4 separate regions of the Mus musculus genome follow, and regions 1, 3 and 4 are each linked to region 2. Evidence: chromatin contacts called from public targeted proximity ligation data. All regions are on one chromosome and are shown on one strand. The core of a region is the stretch at or near the end of the contact, and the rest is flanking DNA. Distances in the headings are between cores, read along the strand shown. Region 1 holds the start of A330040F15Rik (RIKEN cDNA A330040F15 gene). Region 2 has its middle 34 kb from the start of Cntf. Region 3 holds the start of Dtx4 (deltex 4, E3 ubiquitin ligase). Region 4 holds the start of Fam111a (family with sequence similarity 111, member A).

What was found.
Region 1: a contact with region 2 is called in a targeted proximity ligation map of embryonic stem cells, with 9 read pairs. A contact is called at or near these places in 8 of 39 promoter capture datasets (the 3T3-L1 cell line, the C10 cell line, the HPC-7 cell line and 4 more), 9 of 484 Hi-C or Micro-C datasets (the C10 cell line, Th2 cells, bone marrow-derived macrophages and 4 more), 6 of 130 datasets of targeted methods (the NIH/3T3 cell line, bone marrow-derived macrophages, embryonic stem cells and 2 more) and 4 of 9 other capture datasets (adipose tissue, liver, macrophages and 1 more).
Region 3: a targeted proximity ligation map of embryonic stem cells shows a contact between it and region 2, with 6 read pairs. A contact is called at or near these places in 6 of 39 promoter capture datasets (the HPC-7 cell line, embryonic stem cells and liver), 1 of 484 Hi-C or Micro-C datasets (embryonic stem cells), 5 of 130 datasets of targeted methods (bone marrow-derived macrophages and embryonic stem cells) and 1 of 9 other capture datasets (pancreatic islet).
Region 4: a targeted proximity ligation map of embryonic stem cells shows a contact between it and region 2, with 6 read pairs. A contact is called at or near these places in 2 of 39 promoter capture datasets (both in liver), 1 of 484 Hi-C or Micro-C datasets (embryonic stem cells), 4 of 130 datasets of targeted methods (the NIH/3T3 cell line, bone marrow-derived macrophages and embryonic stem cells) and 2 of 9 other capture datasets (adipose tissue and liver).

The regions. Positions count from the first base shown.
Region 1 is chr19:12,595,194-12,598,311 of GRCm38.p6, forward strand. It overlaps A330040F15Rik (RIKEN cDNA A330040F15 gene), which reads right to left and starts at 1,373. Exons shown (of 2, transcript NR_015503.1): 1 at 745-1,373.
Region 2 is chr19:12,729,955-12,733,226 of GRCm38.p6, forward strand. No RefSeq gene overlaps it. Among named protein-coding and RNA genes, the nearest start is that of Cntf, 34 kb to the right of the region's middle.
Region 3 is chr19:12,500,385-12,503,261 of GRCm38.p6, forward strand. It overlaps Dtx4 (deltex 4, E3 ubiquitin ligase), which reads right to left and starts at 1,612. Exons shown (of 9, transcript NM_172442.3): 1 at 623-1,612. The coding sequence starts at 833.
Region 4 is chr19:12,571,448-12,574,795 of GRCm38.p6, forward strand. Fam111a (family with sequence similarity 111, member A) reads left to right here and starts at 2,078. Exons shown (of 4, transcript NM_026640.2): 1 at 2,078-2,133.

The DNA of each region.
Region 1 (3,118 bases), core at 123-2,622, 140 kb before region 2:
CCCTAAATGGGACGTCTGTATTAACCCCTTATCAAGTTCTGGACAGTAACCAAGAGCCGTGGAATAGCCTGTAATGCTTTGAGGGGTTGTGTGGGGCAGCTTTAAAAGGTAACCCACACCTGGCCCCACACCTGGCACTAGGCTTTTTATTTGATAGTCATTAGTGTCTGGGGGTAGTTCTAATTAAACCCATTTTATGTATGTACATATACAACATCCAATGGGTACAGAGTATAAGAGTCTATTTCTTTGTTTCATATTGACTTTCAAAAGGCAGTACAATATTTCAGCCTGCTCTGATTTCTACATAGACAGCATAAAGTTTATACCATAAACGCATGCATCCCTTGGCACTGACTTTCAGTGGTCACAACTGTGACGTTTGACCAGCAGAGAGCATGAAAGCTCTAAGATGCTGGTGCAAACTGACAGAGGGCGTGGCTTCTGCATATCTGACACACCTCCAGGATTCAGGCCTGGATGAGGTAATAGCAGGCCAGAAGAAGAAGGCGTGGGGCTGAGCGTGCGTGTGTTCGTCAGTGTGTGTATGTCAGTGCGAGCAAAAGCCCTGGTGAGACTCAAGTGTAGGAGCTCTGGCCGCGGATACAGCCAGCGCTGAGCTGAAAACAGACAGGAAGTTAGTGGCTGCAAACCTCAGTCCCCGCGTTGGCCCCTGGGACCGGGATGGCAAGCGAGCTTTTGGACACCCGGGGACCCGGGAAGTATCCGCGGGCGTGAGCTCACCTTGGCGTTCTTCCGGGGAGGGGAGACACCTGGAAGCCTCTGAGCGGAGCCCCAGGGAGGGAGCTGTGCCACCGCCGTTGCCTGGCTCCCAGCGGAGAGAGGACGGAGGGCGTGACCATGCAACTCCAGCGAGGCTCAACTGGTGCGAGGCGGGTGCTGCGTCGCGCTTGGGCCGTGCGCCCTGGGTGGCTTTGCAAGGCGGGCGGCGAATGTGCAGGGTCAGGTTTTTTGCATGAAGCCGCTGGACCCCTCGGAGCAGCGGCAGCGACAGGGGCGGTGGAGCACAGTTGGAGGCGGGCAGCTACGGGTCCGCGTCCCGGTGCCTAAGCGACTGCAGACTCCCCCATGAACCACAGCTGAGGCTTCCCGGGAGGCGGTGGCGCCCGAGGCCGGGTGTGCAAGGACGGGGAAGGGAGCATCTCAGGGCACTTCATGCTCCAGACCTCAGCCTTGGACCCTAGTGGTGTAGGAATGGCTGACCGATCATGGCGGCTGGTGTCCCTACAGCCCTGCTGTGAAACACCACTTCAAGGCGGTGCTGCGCTGGTCCACGCGCGGGGCCAGCGTGGTGTTGGGCTAGGTGGAGAGACAGATTGCCCCCTACATCATCGACCTGCAGTCCATGAACCAGTTCCGCCAAGACACGGGTGAGCCATCCAAATCCCTGGTCTGTCCACTGACTCACCCAGTGACTAGCTTTGCTTACTGATGTCCTCACGTGATAGGTGTTGAGGGCAGGTGTTTCCCTTCCTTAGATCCTCACAGGATTCCAAGACCACCTTCAAGTATTTGTCCTGGCAAGTAGTTTAAATTGTCTTGATTATACAAACCCAGCTTCGGCCTAGCTGCAGGAGACCCCTTTATGCCCCCATCGCCACCCCCAGCCCCTACTGGCCCTTAGTGCAGGAATTCTAGGACTTTGCAGTTCCCAAGGAATGCGGGGTCTTCAGCAAGATACTGCTGGAGCCCTTTTACTGCTCACACCTCAGCTGACTTTGCTTTGCCTCAAGCACCTTTGGGGCTGCCGTACACCTCCCCCTCCCTTCAACCTGGCTGAATCTGGCCCTCTTCTATGGACCCCCCCTTCCCACTGACAACTCCTGGATGTAAGATTTGGGAAGCCGTAGGGTTCCTCAGTGTCTAGTTACAGTCTAGTGTGTGAAAAGTGCTGGAAAATTACTGGGAAGAGAGATTGGAGCCAGGGATTCCAGAGCTGGAGCATCTGGATGTGGTGGAGAGAAGAACCGGAGGACTGGGCTCCGGAATGCCTGGCAGAGAGGCTCCTCCCTTTGTCCACAGAGGACAGGACAGAGTGAACATTCTGCAACATTCTCCAACAGCCTGCAGAGTGGAGAATGTCTTTGCCAGCTATGCCTCAGACAGGGGCTGGGCGTCTAGAATATATAAAGAACTGCAGTAATTAAACTTCAAAATAGCTAGTCAATAAATCAGCCAATGAATGGAAGATACCGTTCGCAAAAGTAGGACCACATATGGACACCAGAGATTAAAAAGGCGTTCAGCATTCTTAGTTACCAGCTGAGTGAAAATTGAAGCTACGTTTTGGATTCCATCTTCCCCTAGTGACAATTACTAAGATAAAGAAAAGAGACAGCAGTGCTGTTGAGGTAATGTAACCTAGTACAGCCATTATATAAATTAGTATACATTTCTAAAAATTAAAAAAACAGAACTTCCCTATGATCCAGATATACTTCTGAGTGTGTGAGTGTGTGTATGTGTGTGTGTGTGAGTGTGTGTGTGTGTGTGTGTGTGTATTCTACCACAGAGATACCTGCACATCCACATTTATTGGTTTTCTATTCAAAATAGCAAAGAAATGGAACCAGCCCAAATGGAGCCAACAGATGAATGGATAAGGAAAACGTGGCACATATATAAATGGTATTTATTCAGCTGTAAAGAAAAATGAAATCACATAACTTACAGAAAAATGAATGAATATGGGAATTAGAAAAAAAAACCCTCCAGATTTAGACAGACAGCACATCTCTCACATGTGGAGCCTAGCCTATAAAGTCTGTCTGTCTGTCTGTCTGTCTGTCTGTCTGTCGTATGTAAGTTGGGGTGAATTCCTTGACTGTAGGCTCTGGAATCAGAAAAGAGTGCACAAAGAGGGAAAGAAAGTGTTGCAGAAGTAGAGGAAGGGCACAGGGAGGTGAATGTGGAGATGGAGGATGTGTGTAAGGTACAGTGGGGAGGGGGTGAGGGTATGGGGGGTGAGAAAGGTGAGGTGATTCAACAAAATAAATTTTGTCTGAAACTGGCACAATAAAACCTAATTCTGTGTGTTAATTATTAATGAAAAATAAACTATTTACAAAATAAAACTATGAAGACTGAGAAGTATGTA
Region 2 (3,272 bases), core at 542-3,041:
CTATGAAAATTAAACATTTATTTAAGCATTAATTAGAAAATCAAGAGAACATCTGCCATCTAATGAACAACTAATACTTTTGGAAATTAAAACAGTATTCGTTTAGTGTTTAATGCCCTGGTTATAATTATTTTTGTATTAGAAGTTTGGCTTGTTTTCATCCTTTTTTCTCTCTCATTGATATTGAGTTATCAATATTGATATTGAGTTATTCTTGCTATGAGGGAAAAAAACCAACAAAAACAAAAATATGTAAATGAAAGTCAGGTAAACAAGCAGTTAGAATCTGTTAGAATGTTCTGGAGCAGCCACGCTGGCTCGAGCTGCAGCACTGGAGCCCAGCCCACCATTCTTTGGAATTCAAGTGTTGCTGCTCTGTTCTGGGGAAGCCTTTGGCCAAAAGAGCTGATATACAACTCTCAGGCCTAGAGCTCTGTGTTCTAGCTGCTATTAGTTCCTCCCAGTTGTTTGGAATAATTCTATTTGAGTAGCTCAGTTATTTAAATTCTCTCTTACATAGGATGAATCATTTTATATGATACCACAGCTTTTTAAACTGGCTTCAGATTTGTCACATCTGTTGGTTCCCAACTAATAACTACTGTCCCTTTTCTTTCAGGAAGAGCCTTTTTCCTTCCTCTATTTCTACCAAGAAGAAGCTTTTTCTCTGCTTTTATGTTTTTTTTTTTGTTTTTGGAGCTTCTCTATTTGCAGGCCTTGAGTAAACATTTCCCCTTTTGATTTATTCTTGTCTCAGGAGCCTTCCTATTTGTATCTGCAATATTTGCCATAAATGTGCAGTTAATGCTTTTCTTTTTAACTAGCATTTTAACAACTCTACGGATCTCATAACTCATGCTGCTTGTGAAATGGGGATTCCCCATGACCCTGCCCAATCCTGGACTACCACTTACTCTTTGAGAGTACTTTTTTGTTGTTGTTGGTGGTGGTGGTGGTTTTTTTCTTTTTTCTTTTTTTCCAAGACAGGGTTACTCTCTGTATAGCCCTGGCTGTCCTGGAACTCACTTTGTAGACCAGGCTGGCCTCGAACTCAGAAATCTACCTGCCTCTGCCTACAAGTGCTGGGATTAAAGGCATGCACCACTATGCCCAGCTTTATCTCCAGTCCTGAATTGTCAGGACCCCCTTTTTCACCCACAACATTGGGTGTCAAATATCATTGTTCTAGGTTGTGCCAGACAGTCGACCAGTCAAAAAAAGAGACAATGTAGCTCTTTGCAGTAGGTAGATCAGCCTCTGAGGAACTCAAATTGATGAGCCTTTTCACTGTTACACAAAGGGTACTTTTAGCAAGTCAATTTACACATTCTGAAACCTGATCTGGTTGCTGCCTAAAGGAACCTTTCCCTAAGCAATTCTCAGCTATAGGAGACTTCTTGGTTTGCCAGGTATGTCTTGGGATTGAGATTTGCAAAGGCTCTGTGAATCCTTCAGAAGAGCAACTCCATAAACCTCAGATAACAATCACTGACTATTTACAAAAGACTACTGCAAAGTGTAGGGCCTTTACTTCAGGATTCATGCTAGATTCAATCTTTCCCCAAATCGTTCCACTGGCAGGATTCCAAGCATTCAAGTATATGAGCCTATGCAGAACATTCTCATTCAAACAACCAAAACAGATAGTCTATGGTAAAAGTGTGTGCTTTCATTGTGTTCTGACTTTCATTTGTACCTACTGAATTGACTGCACTACTGTGAAGCAGTTATGCCCAATTGATAGTGTAGGTTTCAACTGTTTCTTTAATCTGCTTCCCTCTAATTGCGGAAGCACTCTCTTCATGCTTGTCCTTTCAGTCGACCCAGCTCTTCCAGAGTGACTACAGGTTCTCATCCCATATTGAGACTCTGGCAGTCTCAATTCATGGAGTGTGAGACTTGACCTGTAGATGCTACCAGGACAGTCTGTAGCCCTCTGGGGCGCTAATATTTGGTACTCCCTGAAGAAGAAAACACAACCCGAGTGAAGAGTAAATAAAGCAAGAGAATTCTCATCTCTCAGCCAAGTCCTGCTGAATTCTTGGAATATCCTGACTGAGAACGATGTCTTTATTTACCTGAGAAGTTGATCCACACCTGTGGGGAACTCTTGATTCCGCCTTCTAGGAATTTGGAAGGAATTTGACATTGGGCTAGGACAAGGAAGTAGGCTCAAGGTGAATAAGGTTGAGGAATGTGTTCTTTCTATCTTGATGGGTCTTGTTAAGACCCTAAATACAGTAATCAAGGGATCTTTGTTTATGCTTTCTGTGTTCTTTAACTACTTGGTTTATGCCTTAGGACTGATTATCTTCTTTGTATGTACCTAGAATGATATAAAAGCAGACAAAAAACAAAAGCCTCTTCAGCTTCAGAACTGGCTGGGGTCCTGTTATAGTGTTGTCTAATTGTCTTTTTCTTTTGAATCCTCCCTCCCTCCCTCCCTGTCGAATCTATTGACTTACTGAGTTATCTTGGTCACACATCAGATAATTTATGCTAACAATGTGATTTACAATGGTTGAACCCTGTTTTCTATCGCAGAAGACCCTGAGCTATCCTAGATTACTTTGACCTGTAGGGTGGAGCTGAAATTGGTGACTGGAGATTAGTCACCTAAATCTCTATGAATGACTCCAGTAAAAAGTCTAGATGCCTAGTTTCAGGTAAGATTCTCTGCCCAACTACATTGCCCGTGTGTTGTCACACAGTCACAGTAGGAGAATGAAGCACGGACTGTGTGTTCTCCCAGGGAGAACAGAGCTGGCTTCTTACCTGCATTTTGCTGATTTTAATAGTCTGTGTCCTTACACTGTAGTCACGATGATTAAGCCAGCAGCGCTGAGCTCTGTGGATCCTCAAAGGTAACTGTCAAACTTAAAATTGTTGCTGGGAATTCCTGACATAATATTCCTTTTAATTCTGTTCAGCTCTACACCTATTTTTGAATGTGGGCTTTGGAGTTGTGCCCATTCACTAGATGAGCGTGCAAAATACAGCTTTGGGTGGTGGTTCTTCAGTTGAATGGTCTATTCACTAGGTATTCTTGTTCTTATTCTCATAGTTTAATGTGCTTGCTAGCTCACATACAACCACTTAAACTTACTTATTTGTTTGTTTATTTATTTACTTATTTTGCCCTAACTACAATTACTGTCACAAATAAATATTTCTTTTACATTTTGTTTTTGGTTTTGCATATTTTTCAAACAATCTTATAATTGATTGTTGGTTACTTTACTCTGGTGAAATTTTTTTTCTCCTGTTGTGTG
Region 3 (2,877 bases), core at 362-2,861, 230 kb before region 2:
CTCCAGTCCTGGAACCCATGCTCCACTCTCTCCCAGTATTGTCCCAGCCCTTTCATACAATAGACAGTAATTGGAGACTGGGGATCCCTTTGCCTCCCCAAGTCTCTTACCCAGGAGCTGACAGTGGGAAGGCTGGGTCCCTAGAAGAGGGCCATATAGACATTAAAGTTGAAAGGGGGTGGGGGGTGGGGGCAAGTGTATGTTAGGCCCAAAGGTGCCTGAGGCAAAGCAGGGTGAACTGAGGTGTGAGCAAGTGTGAGCAGGTGTGAGCCAAGAGGTTCAAGTAATGTCTTGCTGAAGAGTCAGCATTTCTTGGGGGGTGGGAGGCGGTTTGCAAAACCCTAGAGTTCTTGCACAAACGGCTACTAGGGGCTGATGGGGGCATAAAGGGGTTCTCCTGCAGCTAGGCTGAGGCTGGGTTGTATAATCAAGACTCTTTAAACTACTTGCAAGGACATTTACTTGGAGGTGGTCTTGGAATCCTGTGAGGACCTAGGGAAGAGAAGCACCTGCCCTCAACACCTATAGCTGATACCAGTGAGCAAAGCTGGCCACTGGGTGGATCACAGCGGACCCACGAGGCGGGAGCTCCTGGGACAGACAAGAGATGTGAATGGCTCACCCGTGTCTTGGCGGAACTGGTTCATGGACTGCAGGTCGATGATGTAGGGCGCGAGCCGGCTGTCCACCTGGCCCAACACCACGCTGCCCCCGGCGCGGGGACCAGCGCGCACCACCGCCTCGATGTGGTGACTCACGGCTGGGCTGTAGGGACGCCAGCGGCCGTGTTCGTTCAGCCATTCCCACACCACCACTGCCGAGGCCAGGAGCATGGCGAGCCCGGGGTTGCGGCGCGGTGCTGCCCACCTCCCGGGCCCGGCCTTCTGCGCTTCCTCCGGCGCCGCCGCCTCCGGGTCTCAACCGCGCCCCCCGGTCTGCGCCCCACCGCTGCGGGAAGCCTCAGCTGCGGCCCATGGGGGAGTCCGCAGCCGCGTAGGCACTGGGACACGGACCCCGGAGCTGCCCGTCTCCGACTGCGCTCCGCCGGGCTCCGCCGCCTCTGCCGCTGCTCCGAGGGGTCCAGCGGCTTCATGCAAAGGCCCGGCCCTGCGCACTCGCCGCCCCGCCTTGCAAAGCCACCCGGGGGCGCGCGGCCCGAGCGCGACGCTGCACCCGCCTCGCACCAGTTGCGCCTCGGGCTCCGCGGGCGCCCGCGTGGATCGCGCCGCACGGTCACGCCCTCCGCCCTCTCTCCGCTTCGAGTAAGCCGACCGCGGTGGCACAGCTCCCCCTCCCTGCGGCTCGGCTCAGTGGCCTCCAGGAGGAGTCGCCCCTCCCGGGCAGAGCGCCAAGGCGAGCTCGCGCCCGCGGAGGCTTCCCTGGTCCCCCAGTCTCGAGAGCACGCGCGCCATCCCGGTCCCAGCTGCCACTGCCAGGACCCAACTTTGCAGCCTGTTCAAATATGGAACTGTCTGTCTGTCTGTTTTCAGCTCAGCACCGGCCGTGTCCGCGGCGTGAGCTCAGAGGCTCGCATCTCCCTACAGCTCGTGCATGCATACGCATTCTCTCTCTCTCTCTCTCTCTCTCTCTCTCTCTCTCTCTCTCTCTCTCTGTCACACACACATACATCCACACCCACACACGCACGCAACACCCCCCACCCACACACACACACACACAGGAATTGCCCCACGCTCTCCTTGTTCTGTCCGTTATTACCTCATCCTCGTCTGCACCGTTCCCTAGCTGTCCATCAAAGATGCAAAAGCCACGCCCCATGGCCACTAGCACCAGCGATCTAGAGCTTCCATGCCCCCTGCTGGTCCAAATCCTCAAGTGCAGGTCAAAGGCCACACACTTGTGACCATCGAGAGCCAGTGCCAAGGGTTCCCTGCGTTTACATAGAGAGAAAAGAAGTTCTTGCTGTCCAATTTTTCTGTTAGAAGACACAAGGTAGACTAATTCATCCTGCAGTGTCTATGTAAATAAAACCATGAGACAGCAGAACAAACGCAAGCTAGACTCGCTCATTTTGATCATCAATGGCTAAAGAGGAAAGTAATATAAAGTGGGTTCTGACTAAGGGGATTGAAGCCTGTATTGCACATTATTGCTTGGCATGGTACATCACACGGGCAACTTCCACACTTGAGAAGCAAGAAGATGGAGAATTTCATGCCACATATCCAGACCAGGTCTCCAAACGAATTAAGTTAGACATTTTAAAGAGAATTATGTATTAACCTTGTCAGAAAACACACACTTTGTTTCTCCGTGGGTGGAACTGCACAATGAATCCGTTCTGACAAAGTGAAGCTGGAATTTGGAGCAATCTTATATTGGTAATGAGATTGTTAATCTTTTTTGGAATGGCTTTTCCATAGTTTCATGTGCTCCTTTTATATTTGAGGAGACAAACAGAAAACCGCTCCTAAGCAGATAAACTAGAAATTTCCAGATAGAGGAAACTTAAACTGGGGAAAGGTGTGGGTGGGTATTAAGAAATATTTAACTGTCTGCTTGCAGGACAAACAGGAAGTAGAAAGAACTAACGTTTACTTTCTGACCATTCTCTTTTGCACTCCGTCTTCTTGTGTCTACCACGATAACACGGCAGGGTAGTATAGTAGAAGTGAAATGAATGACAACACAGGAAAACATTTGCGCCTGGGTAACTTGTTAGAGAGAGTGAATATATAGTAATTAGTTGTGAGTCTGAACAGGTGAGAGGGTGCGCCAGAGAACCTGACAGCTTCTGGAACAGGCAGAAGCACAGAGGCGCTGAGGCAGCACCCTGTGTGGGCCGGGGACAGCTGGCCACCTTCCGGACCGGAGGACAGGTGCCCACCCGGCAGGGGAGGCGGCCTAAGCCACAGC
Region 4 (3,348 bases), core at 828-3,327, 160 kb before region 2:
ATATCAATGGACTCAATTTCCCAATAAAAAGACACAAGCTAGCAAAATGGACGTGAAAACAAGATCCATCATTCTGCTGCATATAATAAGTAAATATACTCTGACATCAAAGACAGACATTACTTCATAGTAAAGGGCTAGAAAAAGATTTTCCAAGCAAATGGACCCAAGAAGCAATCTGGTATAGGCAGTCTAATTGCTATTGAAATAAGGAAGGTGGGTGTGTTTAAAACGTAAACAGTCTTCAGATGGCTCCCATTTGACTCTCTGTATGAGTTACATAATATCATGAAGAAACTATCCAGGAGTGAATATTGTACAAATTCCCTTCTTAGCAGACAATGTTTTTAAAATCATCTCACTTCTTCTGAACATAAAATATACCCTAGAAAGAACCACGCCACAGCTGTGCTAGCACATGCATGTGAAAATCATCTGGTAGGCCACAGGAAGTCTTGAGTTTTGTCACAAATGTGTAAAATCTAGTCTAGAGGGAGACTGTGGGACTGAGTAATGATGTAAACTGACTTACATTGTTAAAAACCATTCTAGAATCTATGTGAACTACAAACTCTGGGGTGTGGTAGATGTGGAAAAGAGCATATAGCTAGATATATGTTTTAGGTTTTCAGAGATGTTTGGGTTCTCCAAGGTGGTAGCAATAGTTGTAATCTGCTCAGTCTCTGTGAGCTGCTATGGAAACAGGTTAGTTGATTCTGTGGGTTTTCTTGTGGTATGCTTGACCCCTCTGACTCCTACCATCTTCCTCCCTTTCTTCTGCAGGATTGCCCAAGCTCTTCCTAATGTTTGGCTGTGGGTTTCTGCATCTGTGTTTCCATTCATTGCTGGGTAAAGCCTTTCTGCTAATGATTATGTTAGGCGTCTGTCTGCAAGTATGAATGAATATCTTTAGTAGTGTCAGGGGTTGGCTTCCTCACATGATATGGGTCTCAAGATGGACCAGTCATCCCTGGCCACCTCCACAATTTCTGCACCACTTTTCCCCAGACTATCTTGTAGGCAGGACAATTTGTAGGTAGAATGCTTTGTGGCTGGGTTAGTGTCCCAAACTGTTCATTGGAAATCTTGTCCAGTTATAGAAGATTACTGGTTCAGGCTCTGTATCCCCCATTGCTGGGGTCACCCTTATAGATTCCTGGGACTTTCCACTGCCCTAGTTCTTTAGCCATGCCCTAAGCATCCTCCTTCTTGCCCCATAACAGTTGTGTCTCCCAGTAATCTCTTCCCACTCCCTGCCTGGCTCCCTCCCTCCTCTTCCTCCTTTTTAATCACAGCTCATATTTCTGGAGTGGACACTCTCTTTATGAGTAGAAAATATTTACTCCCAATGATGCACATCTGGAAAAAAATCAATTTATTAGGTCATCGAGATGACTCAGCATCTGCTGCCAAGTCTGACTGAGTTTGATCCACTAGACTCACATGGTAGGAAAGAGCCTGAATTCCTGAAAGTTGTGACATGTGGCATACACACACATACACATATTACACACAAATAATAAATTTAATACATTTTTGAAAAATGAGTCTTTGACAAGGATTTGCAGCTTCTTTCTGATTTGTTCAAGTACTGAAGCTGGTCTGCTGTGGGGATGTTACCCCCTAGAAAGGCCCTGAGTCCTCCAGCCTTCCTCCTCCTAGCTCATTCTCTTCCTGCCTGCAGCCAGAAAGCATGTCACTAACCTGCTGCCCTGGTCTCTCTTGCTATTTGGAAGAAAATCCCTGGACCTGCCTGAAACCAGGAGGGAACCCAGATCTAGTCCTGGCTCCTCAGCTTCCCACTGAGTCCAGTTAGCATACCTCATTTGACTAGGCTCTAAAAGGAGATCCCTGGAGAGTAGAGGACCACACCCACTCGATTGGCGGGCTTCCTTGACTAGGCGGCCCTTAGAGACCAGGGCGGATGCACACTGCGCTTGCTCTGGTCCAGTCCCGCGCTCTGAATGCAGCCAATGGACTGAAGCACAGCTGGTTGCTGTTCAGAGAAAGGACCAATCCGCAGTCTCTCCACCCTCTGAACAAAGACGTCAAATGACAGTCTGGTTCTGTTTTTTCTAAAAGACCCGGGATTCCAGCGGCTGGAGCGAAGCTGCCATAGAGTGGAAAGATCCAGTAAGTAAAAAGCCACTTTAAGATTAATTTCTTCATGTCAGAATGTGGTGTGCAGCAAATATTCACCAATATATTTAGCAAGTCTATTTCATCTTGGAATAAAAATACACAAGTGACAAATACTGATTTCTTTCTCAGGCTTGCCTAGCAGGTGGAGTGGAAGCTATCCATATTCGAATAGGTGGTTACTACATTAACCTGATTTGTCTGCTGTTTCCATCAACATAACCCAGTATGTTCTGCTGAGGACTAGAAAATACCAGTCATCTTTAGTGTTCTTTAAGGGCACTGTGACGGTTTCCTCCCAAAAGCAGACTTAATGCTAGATGTTGGGTTCAAGTGTAGCTGGTCCTAGCTGTGAGCCAGGGAAGGTGGCAGGTCCATAAACAAACTGTGCTACTCTGAAATGAAGAGTGGGTGAAATCTCAGGCACACTGGTGGCATGGGGGAACTTCTAGCGCTGGAAAGCCCTTGGGACAGAGGCAGAAGGGCTAACCCATCTGAAGGACCCAGGGAGCCCAGGGTTGTTTTCAGCATTCTAGCCTCAGCGTGCTGGTATTGATGATGTGGTAGTGTAGGAAGAGGCAGGCTTAGATCAGCTCTGGTCTTTGCCTCTGGAAAGCCTTTCTGAGAGAAAAGTAAGTAGGCAAGAATGTGCACATGGCTAGCCAGAAAATAAGCGCCTTTAAGAGAGGGGGAAGTGAAGGTGGGGGAGGGAGACAAGGGGCTGGAGAGGAAGTTATTAGGCAATAGGGAGGGACGGATGTGGCTCAGAAGCCAGAAAGAGGCTTAAAGGGGCTTGGTGGGGCAGGGCGTTATTCAGAAATAGGGAGAGTGAGAAAGGCCAGGGGAAAGAAAAAGGGGGCAAGAGAAAGGGGAAGAAGATGGAGAAAGCAATTCCAGGAAACTGTTAGGGAGACCGAGGATGGGACTTGGTACAGGCCATATTGGTTTATTGCTCTACTAAAGAAAGATAGTACATGTAAGTACTTTGTCTTCTCAAATTATAATGTGGTATACTCGGAGGAATTTGTATTCACATCATTCTAACTGAAAAAGCAAGGAGGAGTGGAGGCAGGAGGGGATCATATGCCGGGCATGGTGGCGCACACCTTTCATCCCAGCACTGGGGAGGCAGAGGCAGGCAGATTTTTGAGTTTGAGGCCAGCCTGGTCTACAAAGTGAGTTTCAGGATCCCCAGAGCTATACAGAGAA